Linked DNA regions of Sus scrofa: region 1 is linked to region 2. The links are chromatin contacts, called in public promoter capture Hi-C maps. All regions are on one chromosome and are shown on one strand. The core of a region is the stretch at or near the end of the contact, and the rest is flanking DNA. Distances in the headings are between cores, read along the strand shown.

What was found. Promoter capture Hi-C pulls out the DNA fragments that hold promoters and counts their contacts.
Region 1: a contact with region 2 is called in a promoter capture Hi-C map of liver, with 5 times the contacts expected there. A contact is called at or near these places in 1 of 5 promoter capture datasets (liver), 1 of 47 Hi-C or Micro-C datasets (epiblast stem cells) and 1 of 2 datasets of targeted methods (alveolar macrophages).

Annotation. Positions count from the first base shown.
Region 1 is chr3:6,764,567-6,767,266 of Sscrofa11.1, forward strand. It overlaps CYP3A29 (cytochrome P450 3A29), which reads left to right. Exons shown (of 15, transcript NM_214423.1): 9 at 705-771; 10 at 2,106-2,266. Among named protein-coding and RNA genes, the nearest start is that of CYP3A29, 27 kb to the left of the region's middle.
Region 2 is chr3:6,608,011-6,610,710 of Sscrofa11.1, forward strand. No RefSeq gene overlaps it. Among named protein-coding and RNA genes, the nearest start is that of CYP3A22, 17 kb to the right of the region's middle.

The sequences.
Region 1 (2,700 bases), core at 40-2,539, 160 kb after region 2:
ACCAGCTTTGCCTTTGCGAGGTCTGGAGACCAGCACAGGGACGCCTGCAGGTCAGCAGGTACAGGGCTGGGTACCCAGGGTGGTCCTGGAGGTTGTGCAGAGATCTAGAAGGATCAGGAGCTTGAAGATGCTTCTACAGAAGCTGCCGATGAACTCTGCAAAGGTCAGGGGCTCCATTTATATGGCCCTTCCTTAGGAATTAGGAGTTCCCTGGTCACCTAGCAGTTAATCATCTGGAATCACTGCTGTGGTGCAAGTTCAATCCCTGGGTCAGGAACAAGAAAGAAAGAAAGAGAGAGAGAAAGAGAGAAAGAAAGAGAAAGAAAGAATAAAAGCTGGAGGGAAATAAGGGATTGAAGTCATGACTGTTCTCCTGAGCAAACAGACATGACAGGAAAGGGGCTAGAGTATTCTTTGGCTAAGGAGCTGTTTCAAAAGTCAGAAAAGCCAAAGATCAGAGAGAGTAAGGACCAAAAGGCAGTTGGATACGATGGCTGGATTTCTCTCCGAAACACATCTTGCTCTCCAGATTTTGTAGGTGGTGTCAGTGTTCACTGAGGACTCAGGTAGTGCTTCTTAGACTTCCAGTCTTTTAAGGGATCACATTCTCAGGAAAGAGGTTACATAGCATCTCCTGATTTATCTCTGACTTCACAAGTGACTTTCCGTTATTGAAAACATTGACATGTCTTTTCTGCTTCCAGCGCCGAGTGGACCTTCTTCAGCTGATGATTAACTCCCAGAATTCCAAAGAAATGGACCCCCATAAAAGTAACCACAGAGGGGTCAGGGGGGCCTCTGTGGGGAGGCCCAGAGGAAGGGGTGGTTCTGAAAATGTGCAGGAAGTTTTCCAGACAGATGAGCATTTCTGCCACATTGAAGAAAGTCACACATTTAGAGAGAAACGGTAGCCTGAGGTGCTTCCTAGAAGTGGGCAGGTGCAACTTTGTTCAGAGCTTGAAGGGCAAGTGCAGCAAGGAGGTCAGGCCCAGAAGCCAGTCCTGGTCTGTGCATCCCCTACAGCGGAGCCTCTGGGGCCCTTGTTTCCAGTGTGGACGCTCAGGCTCCTCCAGACCCACTGAGTCAGAGCCTCTGCCTGGAAATTTGCATCAAGGCTTCATCACATCAGGAGGCACAAGCCCCAGTGCTGGTGACCTTAACTTGGAACACTTGGGAAATTCGTGTTCACTAGATTACTTAAAGTTTAATTTTTTCCTGTGATTAATAAGTAACTTGTGGGAGAAGGCTTTGAGACTGTAAATATCCTGTTAATCATCAAATTGTCATCTACTAGTTTTTCAAATGTGGATAGTTCTTGACTGAAACCTTCGTTGCTCTGATGGTGGCAACACCATGGCTTTCTACAAGTCCATCATTTTTCTGGATTTATGAGTTGATATTCTTTCGAAGGGAGCGCTGTCCATCCTCCCTCATCCCCTCATTTGTTTATTTAGTTATATCATGATGATCTCATGCAGAGCTAACTTACTCTCTTACATAATTCTTTATTTTGATTCTCAAATTGTCCGAGGTTTTATTCACTGGAGTTTTCAAGTGCGATCCTTCTTCTTCTTCAATCTTTTCTTCTTCTTCCTCTTTAATCTTTTTTTTTAATGGACTATTTAAAATTTTTTTTTAAAGCAGTTAGGTTCAGAGCAAAACTGAGTGGAAAGTACAGAGATTTCCAATATACATCTGGTCCACAAAACACACAACATCCCCCATTATCCAAAGATAATACCGGAGTTGTGCACTTGTTGCAATGAATGAATGTACATTGATACATTAGTATCACCCCAAGTCTATAATTGACCTTAGGGTTCATTCTTGGTGTACATTCCATGGGTATTGAAAAATGTGTAAGGAGGTATCCCCATGATTACAGCATACAGAGTATCCAGTATCCTTTCAATCTATCGTTTTCAGGGAACTTCCTTTCTGAAGTAAGGCAGTTCGGGTTTCTCTTTTAATTCCCCTGAGCAGCCCTGGAACCAACCATTTCTCCAAGGAGCTCTGGTTCCCTTTACTGAGAAACGTATTTAGAAATCAAAGTTTGGGATCTAGGATTCTCATTGCACCCTAAAATGTCTTTCATCTCCTTTTAGGTCTGTCCAATGAAGAACTTGTGGCCCAAGGTATTATTTTTATTTTTGCTGGCTACGAGACCACTAGCAGTGCTCTCTCCCTCCTTGCGTATGAATTGGCCACTCACCCTGATGTCCAGCAGAAGCTGCAGGAGGAGATTGAGGCAACTTTCCCCAATAAGGTGAGTGATGATACCTGGCGGGGGGAGGGAGGAAGGTGAATCCTAAGCAGGATGCCTGCTTGCTCCTTCTTGGGAGATTTTTGCCCAAAAAAGGTGAATCTCAAATCTTTTACCTGCACTGTTTCGGAATGATCTAAAGCATACAAAACAGAAAAAAATAGGACTTACCTGCTGCACACAGATCTATAGGCACTGTGAAAAAAGTGCTGGTACTGGCATGTCATATATGATATGTCATGTAAAAGCCACACAGCCTCAGTGGCATCTGATAGGAAGCATCTATCACTCCAGTGTCTGCATCTGTTGACTTGGCTGGACTTGCTTTGGTCTGACTATTGCTCCTCTGGGCTGGCCGTGGCTCAGCTGGCCTGGCCGACTCAGCTCCACACATCTCTCATAGCCCACGTCTGCTTCTAGGGCAGTGGCAGGTGTCA
Region 2 (2,700 bases), core at 76-2,575:
AGAATAGCTGAACCAGAGGCCCGACACGGGGAGTGGGGTGCCCGCTTCATGCCTTCGTGTGCTGATTCAGCAGCTTCACAGTCTCGGTTGGGTGAGCCGAGCTCTTCGAGGTTTTTCTTGGCAATTTCGTCACCCTTTCCCTGCTCCTCCATGATGGTGTCAAGATGAATGGGGAGGGGGTTAGAACCTACGGGAATAGGAACGTGGGTCTTGCAGGCCTCTGGGCTCAGGGGATGGGTTTCCCTCGGGCTCTGTCCTGTGGCCTCCACCCTGGAGGGGGGTGCTTCTGGCTGAAGGGGCAGCGGGACGTTGAGGTCCCTCATTGAGATGTCTCGGTGGGGGAGGAGGCTGCTGTGCAGGGTGAGCCCGGGCTGCCCCGAGGTGTCTGGAGTGGGACCTCCAGACAGAAGATAGTCTGCAGAGAGCCCAGGCCCCTGCTTGTCCGCAGGTGTCTTCTGCTCCAAGTTGGGTGGCAGGGGCCCCGAAGTCCCCCAAGAGGGAGGGAGAAGGGATCTGTATGAGTTTGCTAGGGCTGCCGTATGACAAGACCAGGCAGCTTAAAGAACAGAAATTTATCCTTTCACAGTGCTGGGGGCTGCAAGTCCAAGATCAAGGTGTCAGTAGGGTTGGTTCCTCTCGAGGCCTCTGATTGGCTTGCAAGTGCCAGCCTTCTCCCTGTGTCTTTGCTCGGTGTCCCCTTGTGCTTGTCTGTCCTGATCTCCTCTTCTTAGGAAGCTGTCAGTCACCTGGGTCAGTACTCACCCCTATGACCTGGTGAAGCCTTAGTCACCTCTTGAAAGGCCCCATTTCCACCACAGTCACCTTCTGAGGGTCTGGGGTTAGGACCTCAACCTCTAAATGTGGAGGGGACACAATTCCAGGTAAGAGGATTCTAGGAGAGAGCCCGCGGGTCTGTAGGTGACTGTCAGAGGAAGGGCAAAGGGGACCTGCTGCAGTGAATGTGCCCTGTCACCAGGACTGGAGGGAGGATGGGGTAGAGACCGGGGTGCCGGTGAGAAGGGCCCGCGTCGGCAGGGTTCTCAGGCCCGATGGAACCAGACCTCTGGCCTTAATTGTTAAGCTGTGCTGCATCAGTCCCATGGCTGGAATGGAATACCCACAGGGCGGGAATAGCTTTGAGGCTAACGTTGGTCTCCCTGGTGTCCTTTTCGGGTCTAGAACATGGCTGAGCACACGGCTGAGCACACGGTAGGCCCTCTGCAAAGACACCGCCTGGCTGTTTGTGCAGCACCTGGTGCACACCCGCGAGCACCGCCTGTCCTCATGGTGTTTGGGGATTTCCAAATAGCCGGTATCAAGAGGATCTGAACCTCAAACATGCCTGGGAGGTCAGCAGGAGGTTCTTGTCTGGTCTTGTTTGGATTTACCGTCCTGGGTCGGGCATGAGACACTCCCAGTGTGGCGGGGAAACATCAGACCCACGAGCAGACCGATTCGGTACAGCAGGAGGCCACTGCTTTGGGAGTGCTTTTTTTTTTTTTTTTTTTTTTTTTTTGTCTTTTTGCTATTTCTTGTACCACTCCCTCAGCATATGGAGGTTCCCAGGCTAGGGGTAAATCGGAGCTGTAGCCACCAGCCTACGTCAGAGCCACACCAATGCAGGATCCGAGCCGCGTCTGCAACCTACACCACAGCTCACGGCAACGCCGGATCGTTAACCCACAGCAGGAGGCTCCACTGCTTTAGGAGCCGGAGAAAGAGCAGCTGGTCCCTTTGGGAGGAGGCGACACCTGGTCTGGGGCTTTAAAATTTTATTTATTTATTTATTTATTTAAATTCACAGATGGACCTGCTTTAAAAAGTTGAACTGCAGGTCCCATTGCCGCTCAGTGGGTCAAGAACCCGACTAGTATCCATGAAGATGTGGGCTTGATCCCTGGCCTCGCTCAGTGGGTTAAGGATCTGGTGTTGCCATGAGCTGCGGTGTAGGTCACAGATGCAGCTTGGATTCTGCTTTGCTGTGGCTGTGGTGCAGGCCGGCAGCTGTTCTCTGTTCTTTTTTTTTTTTTTTTTTTTGTCTTTTGTTGTTGTTGTTATTGTTGTTGTTGCTATTTCTTTGGGCCACTCCTGCGGCATATGGAGTTTCCCAGGCTAGGGGTCGAATCGGAGCTGTAGCTGCCAGCCTATGCCAGAGCCACAGCAACGTGGGATCCGAGCCACGTCTGCAACCTACACCACAGCTCACGGCAACGCCGGATCGTTAACCCACTGAGCAAGGGCAGGGATTGAACCCGCAACCTCATGGTTCCTAGTCGGATTCGTTAACCACTGGGCCACGACGGGAACTCCCGCTGTTCTCTGTTCTGAAACCCGTATTGGTCAGATGATGGAGCTCCTGTGATGGTTCTTTATTTTTCTTTTCTCTTACATTTTCCATCTTTTGTCTCTATTTTCTTTTGTTTATTTTTTTTTCTTTTTCTTTTTAGGCCCACACCTGCAGCATGTGGAAGTTTCCAGGCTAGGGGCCTAATCAGAGCTGTATCTGCCAGCCCACGCCACAGCCACAGCAATGCAGGATCTGAGCTGCATCTGTGACCTACACCATGGCTCATGGCAACACCGGATCCTTAACCCACTGAGCGAGGCTAGGGATTGAACCCGTATCCTCATGGATACTAGTTGGGTTGGTTAACCACTGAGCCATGATAGGAATTCTTATTTTTCCTTTGGAATGAATTA